Regions from separate parts of the Mus musculus genome. Here region 2 is linked to region 1. The links are chromatin contacts, called in public HiChIP or PLAC-seq maps. All regions are on one chromosome and are shown on one strand. The core of a region is the stretch at or near the end of the contact, and the rest is flanking DNA. Distances in the headings are between cores, read along the strand shown.

Region 1 (5,955 bases), core at 1,165-3,664:
AGACCATCAGGGCAGAGATAGGAACTCTGGGAAATAATCAGGCCGGGTGATTCACCAGCCAGACATGGAGAGCGTTTGATATATGGGGACTGAGTAGAGATAATGGGCCATATGGCAAAGATGGATTAGTATAAGTGGGCTATTAGGTTATACGAGCTAGTAGGGAACAAGCCAGAGCTATAAGGCCTAAGCACTTATAAATAAATAGAAGTCTCTGTGTCATTATTGGAAGCTGGCTCGTCAGGACAGTCTGGTGATACAGCATGGCCAGAAATCAAGTTGGGGAGAGAAAGGTTTATTTGGCTTATACTTCCACATTAAGTCTTCATCATGGAAGGAAGTTGACAGGAACTCAAAATGGGCTGGTACCGGGATGCAGGAGCTGATGAAGAAGCCATGGAGGGGTGCTGCTTACTGGCTTGCTCAGCCTGCTTGCTTGCTTGCTTTCTCTCTCTCTCTTTTTAAAATTTATTTGTTTTATGTATATGAATACACTGTGGCTGTCTTCAGAAACACCAGAAGAAGGCATCAGATCCCATTGTGAGCCACTGCGTGGTTGCTGGGAATTGAACTCAGGACCTCTGGAAGAACAGTCAGTGCACTTAACCGCTGAGCCATCTCTGCAGCCCCTCTGCAACCCCTCGGCCTGCTTTCTTATAGAACCTATGACCAAAGCAGAGAGATAGTAACACCCACAATGGATTGGGCACTCCCCATCAATCATTAACTAAGAAAATGTTCCACAGGCTTGCCTATAGCCTGAGCTCATGGAGGCATTTCCTTAATTGAGGTTCCATTCTCTCAGAGGTTCTCTCTCAGATGATTTTAGCTTGTGTCAATTTGACATAAAACTAGCCAGCACAAGTAGTCAGAATATGTTTTAAGCCATCACTTGGTTTTAAAAATATATAGCTCACCATCAAGAAGATTAAAACCAGAATGCTGGCTTTGGATACTTTTTACAGCAGGAGGAAGACAGCATGCAGAGTAAACATTTTTTTCTCCTTCAGACATTTCTGTGTTTCTACATCTTGATATGCTTGAAGCATTGGAAGCAAATGAAGAATTAGGGGTGAGTAAGAACACTGCCACTCATCATATGCAAAGGTTAAGATGCACTCTCTATAGCTTGGTGGTCTTGGAAAATTGCTTCATCTTTTTGTTTTTTTTCTTTCACTTTATTTTGAACATTGGCCACATAATCCCACCTTATCCAAAGTCCATTATGCATGTTAAATATGATGTCACATAGGAGGGCCACTGACCTAGCATATAGGGGACTTTGTTATTACTAACATGGGTCCTTTCAAAATAGCTCTGATGGGACTCAGGCTTGTCCTTGGCTGATGATGTAGTCGATTAACTTACAGGACTGACTTGACAACCAAGGACAAGTCTGAGCACCATGAGCACCCAGGTTTGCTACTCACCCTGACTCATTTGTAAACTGAGATCATGACGTCCGGTCTGAGACCTCCTGTATTTTCCTTCAACTGCCAAGATGTAACATTCTGTGGGGTAGAACTAATGTCAGAACCAGAGACTAACTCCACCTCAAGCCTAATAGAAAGCAAAGAAAAAGAAAGAAAGAAAGAAAGAAAGAAAGAAAGAAAGGAAGGAAGGAAGGAAGGAAGGAAGGAAGGAAGAAAGAAAGAAAGAAAGAAAGAAAGAAAGAAAGAAAGAAAGAAAGAAAGAAAGAAAGAAAGAAAGAAAGAAAGAAAGAAAGAAAGAAAGTGCTTCCTGTGCTTCCTGACCACGCGCTGTTATGGGCAGCTCATTCTCACACCATATGGCTACACCAAAAATAAAACAAGTAAATACGAGCATCTAGTGACTGCACAGTGCCAAGGCCTCTGGACAAACCTCCACAGGGTCACTTACCTGCCATCATTTAATTGTCATTTCCAAGAGATTCTGGATCTAGTCTCCATCCCCCTCCCCACGGCCCAATCCTTATTTTCTTTTTCTTGCTTTTTGTACCTTGCCAGATGCCTGCCAGGAAGACTCGGGGTTAAATGCTGCTTTACCTATGTTAATTAACTACCTGTTTCATGAAGTGTCAAGTTGGGAGACATCTTAGGTGTTCGGCTCTAATATAAATGAGATGATTATGTTAATAATCTTCAGAAATGCACTCTCCTTTCTGCACATTCTCTCGAAGCTCCATTCAGCTCTTACAGCTTTTGAACCATGTTTTAAAAATGGCCAGCTGTTTGCAGAATATGGCACATCTAAAATAACATGGCTAAGTAATATCTGCTCTGTCTTCTAAGTACAATGCTCTCTTTTCTTCTAGACTTCTTGCAGCATTTGTCCAGGAACATTTGTAAGAGGAAGTGCCAGGGAAATGCAAGCCAGGGCAGGGAGCCTGTGTTTTTTTTTTTTTTCAGGTCCTTCTCTAAAGCTGTGCTTGTCCAAGCTCTAGTGGGTAGACTTGCTGGAAAGAGCTGGGCTCTTTGCCCTTTTGTGAATCCTCAGACAATAGTCATGAATCAAACAGAGGGCAAAGGCAGAATGTTGTAATGTATCATTATTTTTTAACTGAGTCTTTTCCATTTTAATTGTGGCAAAATGCACTTAGCATAAATGAACAGAAGCAACCATCTTTAGGTGTATAGTTCAGAATATTCAGTGTTGTGAACCAACCCCCAGAACTGACTCACTGAGCGTACCTGGTACCCATCACATGACACCTCCCCATTTTTCCTCTGTGCTCAGCTGTGTCAAACCCTAGTTTTCTTTCTGCACCTATGGGTCGTCTAGATACCTTACATCAATGGATTACGACTGGCTTATTCAACATAGCATAATATCCTCTGTACATCTCTTGGAGGGTGTGTCACAATTTCCTCTTTTGACTTTTGGTTGTGAGTCTTAGCTGTTAATGGACAAAGTGTTTCCCTAGATCGGGATTTCTTTCCTTTCAAAGAGCAATTAATATTCCAGTATGTGTATAAATCATGTTTTGTTTCTTTACCCATCATTGGATATTTGGGTTTATTCTACCTTTCATGAATTTTTAATGACGTCACTAAGAATATGTCCATGCAGACATCTCTCCAAGACTCCATTTTATTTCCTTTGGACATATTTAGATGTCCAAATGGCCTATGTGGTAATTCTACTTTTGATTTTTTTTTTTTATGATCTGCTGTTTTCCATTTTGGTTGTACAATTTAAAGCATCTATCTATAGTACATAAGCTTATGCTTCTCCATAGTCTTGACAGTGCTTGCTATTGTTTAATTAAAAAAAAAAAGAAGTTCCTTGTTGTGTGCAGGTGATAGGGTAGATGAGAGCAAGTTTTACACTGCTGTTGGTATCCCAGAGGCCAGGTGATCTCTCTTGGTTATTTTTCCTCCTGCCCTTTTTCCACTGAGGCATGACCCATAATGAACAGGCAGAAGCTAAATGCTAATCCACTAAAGACCTTTGCTGAAGGAAGCCTTCCCCAGAAATCAAAGAGATCCCCCAAATATCTTCCTTGAGGCCACCTTTTCCTTTCACAGTTACAAGATTTATACTATATGATCATTTTGAAATATGTACAAGTAACTAAAATTTTCTTGGATTATTACAACTTGCAAAGGGATTTTAAAGCCATTATCTCGCTTGACTCTTGTGATGACGCAATAAACTCCTTTTGGGAATATATAAAGAGAGCTTAAGCTAGCTACATTCCCAGAATCCCTGCAGGGAGAAGATGGTGGAGACCAGTCCCTCTGGGTTAGTCCTCTACATGTTTAATCACTTGTTTCATCCTCACAAAGACCCTCTGCTTAGAAAGGAATTTTGACTTTTTGAAGCCATTAATCAATTTAGATCTCTAGTCAGTCATGTGCTCCTTTACCCTCACTTATAATCCCTGGCACTTTTTCCTTTAATAGAGAAATTCACGGAGATACAGTTATTAGTTATGAAGCCTAGAACTAGACCCATTCCCCAGTTTCCATGATAGTTACTATAGATTTCTCTTTGAGAGAACTGAAACAAAGTCAGATAGATCACCAGAGACATTGCAGATCTTCAATGGAAAGGTGTCTTTGATCAACAGAAAGGTCTTCATGGGAAAATTATAATTTTTCAATATAATATCTCAATATCTTTTCATGAGAATACCACTCCTCTTGGTTCAGAAGTAGAGATATGATACGATCTGTATTCAAAAGTCAGAGGGTGTCTTGTTGTTGGTTGCTTTTCTTGTTTGAGCACTGTGGCCACAGGGAGTGACTTAGATCAGGAACTACTGGAAAGTAATCTTAAAATGAAAATATTGGTAAATCATCGGTTCCAAATGAAGGAACCAGTCAGCTTTTCTGTGTCTTTCGCAGTCTTGAGTGTTAAACAGTAAGCATAATTTTGATAGAAAGTATAAGAAATATGTACTATGTGTCAACCTTATTGAATTGTGGCAGCATTTTTGGGTTCCTACGGAAAAGCTATAGCAATATGAACAATTGTATATATACATATACACATACACAATCACATACACATATATACATATACATCAGAATTTTATTGTTTTATGTGCTGGAACTATTTATAATTGAACTCTGCATATCAGCTTCTGTAGTCTGTCTCAAGCGGCTTCTTCTGACACGTCAGAGCCTTTAACTGAAGCATCTGTACATCTGCTTGTAAATAAGTCCTTACAGCCCAGCTCGAGAGCTGCTGAGCAGGCTAGAGAGCTTTAGCAATATATCATGTTCCACTGGAAAGGAGGTTTTATCATTTTTTTACTAGGAAGCACCTTCAAGTAGAAAAGATGGCTACAGATAACAGCTCTATATACTCACGCAGTATAGTTCAGGGGAAAAGTCTACTCAGGAATTCTGCCCTAAGATGAAGTAACTCTAAGGAGTGTTTGGCCTCATGTGGGGCCAGAGCAAGTGGATCTCTGTGAGTTTAAGGCCAGCTTGGTTTACAAAGCAAGTCCCAAGCCAACTAGAGCTACACAGTGAGACCCTATCTCAAAAATTAAAACAAAACAAAAACAAACAACCCCCAAGCCCCAAACATAACACAAACAAAACAACAAAAAGAAATCTCTGGAATCTTTCTTTCATCTTCTCAGAAAGGAGAAAATCTATCTGTAGGCTAGAATCACAATTCTCTTTTCTACTTCCTCATAGTAATTAATAATAGAAAAAAAAATCCTAAGAGTCTTTGCCAACAAAGAAGGGAAAACGAGTTTGCTATCCCACCCCTAAGATGTAAAGAAAGTGAACTTCAGAGAATAAAATAAATATAGGCTGGCTATGGAGTAGTTGTTTTGCGTGAGCTTCAGAAATGGAGGAAAAAAAACTAACAAACAAACAAAAAAAGCACACACACATACACAATCAAGGAATAATTTGGATTAAAAAATGTGGCTTGGGGCTGATTCATGTGACACAAATAGAGATAAGGACCCGCTCAGACCAGCTGGCATGGAATTTTATTCAGAGAAGCAGAGGGACACACGTGAGTTACGCTGATTAGGAACAATCCTTTTCTTTGCCAGACGACACGTGAGTGTAGTTGGCGAGTCGTTGTCCACTGACCCCAGAACTGCTCTGTGTTTCAAGGATGACACACCGCAGCTCCCTGCAGCCTTTCTCTGGCCTATTCATTTTCTTACCAGAGTTTTTCTCCTCCCCGACTCTCCCTTTCTCTCACAATATCCTCTTCCCAGGGTGAATGATGTGACTGCTTTATTCCCAGCATTTCCTTGGCTTTCTCTACCCCATTTCTCTGCTTTGGACAACACAACCCCAGGAACTAAGACAGACTCAGAATTGTTTTGGGTGAAAAGAGAAAGAATAGGTGAATGAGCAGAGATGGAGGAATTCCCAGCAGAGAGGGGAGAGAAGAAAGAAGTGCTTGCAAAGGTGTTTGTATGTGTGTGTGTGTGAGAGTCTGTGTATGAGTGTGTAAGTCTATGTGTGTGTGTGTGTGTGTATGAGTGAATGT
Region 2 (6,542 bases), core at 3,157-5,656, 520 kb after region 1:
CTCACGCTAACTCTTCGGAAGATAACCATGAATGAATGAAAAGATAAAGTCCCTCTTCCTTCCTGGAACACAACCCTATGGAAATAACATCTATCTTCCTATACTATTTCGAAGGAAGAGGAACTGGAGATGATGTTCCCTCATAAATGAGAGCAGAAAATGATCTCCAAGATTATCTATGAAGGAAACAAATAGGCCCCCACCCTCATCCTCTCCACCCAGACACTAGCTTCCCCTCTCTCTCTTTCTCTCACTTGAATGTCAAACAATCACTGGGTACCCTTGGCAGACATCAAGCATCTTTTTCTTGCGAATCTATCCAAAAAAATAATGAATATTATTATATCTTCTTCACAGCCACATAATTGGCTAATACTAAAAGTGCTAAGAGAGATGGCGTTTTTGCTGGTTCACATCTAAAATTTAGACAATCAACCATGAATGCCTCAGGCTGACCACATGCTGAGAGAAGCAATAATAATACGTCTGGCCAGATTTCCCTGCCAACTGGAAGGCCCAGGTTTGGGAGCAGATGTGCTGTGGAGGAGTGATACATTTGGTGTTCAGTGGGGAGGGTCTGTAGGTCTCATCTGTCTTCTGGACCCCTACTGGTCAGCTCCAAGGGCAGTACCAGCTGCCTGAGGACCCGCTCCTCTATGAACCATCCAGGCATGGGGGAAAGAGATACATCCTGAGGAAGTGCAGCCCCCCAAAACATCCTACAGCCTAGGGACAATGCCAGCTCCCTTCTTAATGTCATCACAGTTCAGTGGCATTGCACAAGGTGATTTTGGCATCGTCCTCTTTCCCACTCCTCCCCCAAGCTCACTTCTGCCTCTGTATATAGAATCAGCCTACAGATCACATGTCCGCTAGAAGCCACAGATGACCAACTGCAAAATCAATAACCTCTGTCGCTGCTGCAGCGGGCGACCCGGGGCTTATCAGCAGCATCATAAGTACCTATTTGCCTGACATCTCCTAAATCAATAACTTTGTTATTGTTTGCATTATCTGACTATAAGTTTGGTCAATAATATACCCAGCTAATGGATAACATGAGCTAGGATTGTGTTTCTTTCTTTCATTTCTTTTTTTCTTCTTCTTCTTTGTCTTCTTTTTTAAAAATTTAACTCTCCCTATATTCACTAAGTGACCCTTACAGGCCCTGTTTCTATCTGCCTTTGCTGAGTTTTATCAAACCCTTGTAAGATATGGACTGCATTGAGACAAGGAAATTAATGTTGCCCAGGTCTAAACCAAATTGAATAAACCCTGTCTCTCTTTGCCATTACTTTTATTAGGTTTCCACAAGGATGGCAGATGGGCCTGGCCTGGCGTGTGTGTGTGTGTGTGTGTGTGTGTGTGTACTTCCTTTACTTAATATGCTCAAAGGAAGAGAATAAACTTGCTAGCAGTCCGATCTAGATGCACAAAGTTAAAAAACAAAACAAAAAATAAAAAAACGAATGTATACAGGGCCAGTGAGGTGGCTCAGAAAAGTTAAGCCCAACTGGCTAATTCAATCCCAGAACCCACACAGTAGAAGGAAAGAGGAGAAATTGCTCCCTTAAGTTATGCTCTTACACACTTACGCACACACACACATACACACTAAATAAATAAATGTAATTTTAAATTTTTAAGCAAAGTGTATGAAGTGATGAAGTTTTGTAGCCCTGTACATCATTAACCTAAAATATATGTATGATAACATATGGATAAAAATAGACAGTTTTAAAATAACGTGACATGTCAGCTCCCTGCACTGTCTAGTGGCACACAAGGATGTGGCAGGGCACAGATGGCGCCACCTGCCACTCACCTTGCTTGCGATCACACAGGATGCTTGCACCCTATAAAGTCAGAAATATTATAGCTAATAATTAAAAAAAAAGAAAGGAAATAAAACCTGGGAGTAACAACGGCATGTGATGCGCAGAATGCTTTGATTTTTCTGTCACATTAAAAATATTTACTGGTTTCTCTGACCCAGCCTTAGCGGCAACCCTGAGTCCTGAAGAGATAAGCAAATGGCTGGCTTACCAGAATGAGCCTGGGAGAATCATTGCCCGCTTCATCCTTCTCCCCTTAGCTGTTTTTTTAAATTGGATCTAATAAGTTATTCATATATAATGGCATTGGTAATGGGGTATAAATATATGGATCACAGGAAGAATGTTGCTGTTGTTGTGTAGTTTACATAAATTAACTTTAAAAGCATGCTACCGGATTTTCAAATTGTGGACTGCTGTATCTTAGCTCATGAGTTTAGAGTGCCCCGGAGCCAGCCTTAGTGCCAGACAAGTCTGATGCTTGACTTTTGCAGTGGAGATAACTAAGGCTTAGCCAGCTGGAAGACTGACTGCCAAGTCAAAGGCCTAGTTCACCCACTCCTCAATGGGAGGTGAAGCCCTGCCCCCTAACGCTGCCCCACAAGGGCCCCTAGGACACACCTTTCTCCACTCCTAACCTGCTCACGTGTTTGCTGTCCATTAGAGACATCATAGTGATAAAGACAGCTGCTTCAGGTGTGTATTGGTATCCGGACAGCACCTGCTGGGACTTCCAAGGTCCCTGTGTCCTGGATAAAGGAGTTGGATCAGGGATACACGGATGAGGATAGAAACTGAGAGAGTTTATTAAGGAAGAAAAGAACTTCAGGAAATGGAAATGGGCCAAAGCTTGAGTAAGGTCAGAGCTCAGTGACGCCTGCACTGGGTGTCCCAGAAGACTGGGGCACTTGTACTGTGTGCACACTATCTGCACAGGCTCAATTAATGTGTTAGCATTGGTGGGGGAGGGCTCTCTCTCTCTCTCCCTCCCTCCCTACTTTTCCCTCTCCTTCTCTCCTGCCTCCTTCCTCACCTCCCCACTCTGTCCTCTACCTTACCTCCCCTCCCCTCCCCTCTCTAATTCCTTCATAAAGCCTCTCCCTGCCCTGATCTACCTTCCTAGAAGGAGGAGGGAATGGTTCGACTGCCTAGTCTTTCTGGCCCTCTTTGATTTGAAGGAAACTGGAGAACAGTGAAAATACATCAAGTTCCAGAAAGGGGGAAAAAAATCACACACACACTCTCACATATACTCACACACTCTCACATATATTCACACACTCTCATACAGACACAATCACACATACTCATACACACTCACTACTCTCTCTCTCACACACACACACACACACACACACACACACACACACACACTGTATCATGCTAAGTTAAGAATGGATCTCGCTAACAGACGTGACAGACTAATGGTATTGGTATGGGTGAATTGCTGGATAGAGCATCACAGGAAAATTATGAATGAAAAGTGAAGGCGATCCATAAGTTATGGACATGGTGGGTTGGGTGATGATTCAGAGGCCTAGACTCCTGTCACCTGGTGACACGCATGGGACCATGTGCCCTAGGGTGGGCCATACAGCCACTCTTGCAGTTTCAAGGACCATGGACACCAGCTGGGCTAAGTTAAAGGTACTTCTAGTTTGTTTGTCCCAAATGTAGCCAAGATCACACATCCAAGGACGACGTCTCCATATTTATGTTCTGCTGGCTTTCCTCCTGTCACCTCATCCTATCTTTACACTTGGGGAGGGCTAGAGAGAGAGGGGTGACCCGAAGTGGCAGTTGACAGACAGACATGGTGTGCTCAGTGACTCCCCAAACTCATGAGCCACGGAGAGAAGACTAGAGCAGACCCATTGATGTGTGCCAAGCCTTCCTGCACAGCACAGCGGGCTGAAGGCCCAGAGGCCACGATAGCCTGTTCCCTTCGTCCTTGGCAGCCATGTTTTCCTTTCTGACAGGCTCCTCTTGGCTGGTACCCTGTTTGAGACCCTAGGTCCTAACTGGCTGCCTCGCTCATAAACAGGTGTCAGCCAATGGCTTACCCTTTGCACCCAGTTCTGGCGGAGGATTCACTCACACCGCCCAGAGTCCCTTCAAATAACAAGAATCTTTAGAAATAAGATGTTTTAAGAAAGCCTGTACTAAAACATCACAATCCGACACAGCGATTTGGCCTCGCTGGCTGTCTTCTTCTGGTTTTAGTTCACAGGATTAAATTGGAAGGTCAGAATCTTCCCTTGTCTGCAGACTAGATGGGATTTCTCTCCTTACAATGGGGCTGGGAACCGGCTCCTCTGAGCACATTTACATTACTCCTGCTAACACATTTTGAGGTTCTCTGGCTGCCACGCTACGTGAAACAGGTCAAGTCTGGGAGGGAGAAGGGGGCTTTCCCTTCCTGTGACCTCAGGACTGATTTAATTAAGCCTCTCCTCCATCCCCGATTTATAGTCTGCAAAGTGTCCTCGCAGAGGCCCTCTGATGTGCTCTGCCTCTCAATGAGCAGATAGGCAGTGACAGGGCCGCGCCATTCTGAGCGGCTGCTGCCCCCACGAGAGCACTTGGAACAAGCGCAGCCTCTGCAGCCCTCGATCCAAGCCTCCTTTGGTAACACCAGACGTGGGTGAAAGCTTCGAAGCTCTCCTGGCTCCCTTAGGCACAAAGCTTTCTCCTGAGACTCCTACTGTGAGGAGGAAATAACATTTGGAACCCTTCTCAGAAATCGGATTTCTTCTCTAGATTGAAAATGAAAATAAGAAAAGCCTTCACGTATCTGGATAGGAAGACAGACAGAGCTAAGAAAGGAGGAAAGGGAGGGAGGGAGGGAGGGAGGGAGGGAGGGAGGGAGGGAGGGAGGGAGGGAGGGAGGGAGGGGGGAGGGAGGGAGGGAGGGAGAGAGAGAGAGAGATCCCCAGGGCCTTCCCCTGTTGCCCATCAGGCTGCAGCTGTCCTTCACAGTTTAACAGCCCTGCCCTTTCAACCTGCCACCTAGGAATGAATGAAACCAAATGTCCCATAGGACATGGCCCCTCCCGGCCCCTCAAAGACTTCTCCCTGAAGATGAAATCTGACAAAAGAAACAAATTAGATTAAAATGTGGTACCAAGGGCTTTGCGTTGCTCAGATAAGAGAATCTGCAGAGTCCTTAGGACCCAGAGCGGTCAGTCCTGTTATACAGTTTGCGGTGGGGAAGAGTTCAGCTGACTTCTACCCACAGCTGTTCTTGCGCACCACCTCTCAGGCTTCACTGTCCTTGGCTTCAGATGGGGAGGAGCCAGTGGGGAAGGGAAGAAGAGCCTAGAACTGGCCCTAGGGACCAGACAAGTAATGTGAATAAAGAAACTGGCCATGTGACTTTTATATAAGTTAGGCTTTTATATAAGTTCTCCAGATTTTTAAATGTCTACCTCTCAATTTAAGAAAAGCACTCTCCCTGCAATATTTATATTGTGCACTTTCTAGACAGCAGGCCCACTAAGAACCATATGAAGTAAATGCTGGTATTGCTTCCTGTTCCCTAAAGAAGAGCAGTGTAGTAACACCTGCCTTACCTCAGAAGGCAGCCAGCCACCGGCCTGCATCTGTCCACTGCACTGGACTGCCTAAGGGCTTCACCTGGGGAGACAGCTCAGACTGGGAAATTGCTTACCAGAGAGACAAGCAAGAATGCCAGAATTCAACCTCCAGAACCCATATAAAAAGCAGGAACCTTTATGAAGACCAAGCTACACATCTGCTACATATGTACAGGGAGGTGTAGGTCCAGCCCCTGTATGTTCTTTGTTGAGTGGTTCATATCCCAAAAGCTGTTGCCTGTGTGTGGGATATATTCTTCTGGCTGGGCCACCTCAGTGGGAGAGGAAGTGCCTAGCCTCACAGAGACTTTAAGTTCCAGGGTGGTGGGGATACCCAGGGGCCTTACTCACTGCTCAGAGGAGAAGGGGGAAAGGATTGTACGAGGAGGGACTAAGGCAGTGAGCAGGATGTAAAGTGACTAAGTAAAAAAGAAATCAAGAACATTGAAAAAGAAAAAACAAGGACCTTGTTTACAGTCTTAGTGCTAGAGAACTTACATACATACATACATACATACATACATAGGTAGATGAAAGATAGATAGACATATATACAGATACATATATACCACATACATACATGTATAGACAGACAGACAGATGCCAAGGTGGGAAATGTCAAACAACACCCAAGATTGACTTCTATGTGCATAACACCTACACCCTCATCCATGAGTGTGCGTGCACTCACACACAGACACACACACATATGGCTGGATCATAAAAGAGCGTTATCATATTCTTAAAACAAATAATAAAGCTACAGACATTGTCTGCAGAATATGAAAGAAGCTTGCTTGGAAAAGAGAAAAAAACACAGTGGGGGAGGAAAATAGATGTTGTTATATAGACAGAATTAGACTTGTCCTAATGGTGAGCCAGACCTAGAGACCTAAGTTCCTTATTGAAAAGAATGCAAATGTAAGCATAAATAATGCTGCTGCTAATATTTTTTTTCCCACGTATTTGAAACCAAATGGTGGCTAAGCCATACAACCTTGGCATTGGCCTGTGATTCAGATTTGTGTAGACAATGCTGCCCTCTCGTGGTCAACCTTCTAATAGCATGATTTTGTTTAAAATCTCGTTTTCCAAAAGTATTTCATAGAAT

Evidence for each region. HiChIP or PLAC-seq counts read pairs in DNA pulled down with a chosen protein or histone mark.
Region 2: an H3K27ac HiChIP or PLAC-seq map of neural progenitor cells shows a contact between it and region 1, with 18 times the contacts expected there. The contact joins two enhancer-like sites. A contact is called at or near these places in 5 of 15 datasets of contacts at CTCF or cohesin (CD8 T cells, the NIH/3T3 cell line, embryonic stem cells and 1 more), 18 of 484 Hi-C or Micro-C datasets (B cells, CD4 T cells, CD4 single positive thymocytes and 12 more), 8 of 115 datasets of contacts at active chromatin or transcription factors (the 230-238 cell line, astrocytes, differentiating embryonic stem cells and 5 more) and 1 of 9 other capture datasets (adipose tissue).

Annotation. Positions count from the first base shown.
Region 1 is chr1:63,927,172-63,933,126 of GRCm38.p6, forward strand. It overlaps the pseudogene Gm13754. Among named protein-coding and RNA genes, the nearest start is that of Gm13749, 35 kb to the right of the region's middle. Within about 2 kb of position 2,415, at least 14 of the 459 cell types and tissues checked have an H3K27ac peak or open chromatin away from gene starts, as enhancers often do. A contact at or near this core is called in astrocytes and neural progenitor cells, where this site is marked.
Region 2 is chr1:64,441,820-64,448,361 of GRCm38.p6, forward strand. No RefSeq gene overlaps it. Among named protein-coding and RNA genes, the nearest start is that of Gm36148, 72 kb to the right of the region's middle. Within about 2 kb of position 4,407, at least 161 of the 459 cell types and tissues checked have an H3K27ac peak or open chromatin away from gene starts, as enhancers often do. A contact at or near this core is called in astrocytes and neural progenitor cells, where this site is marked.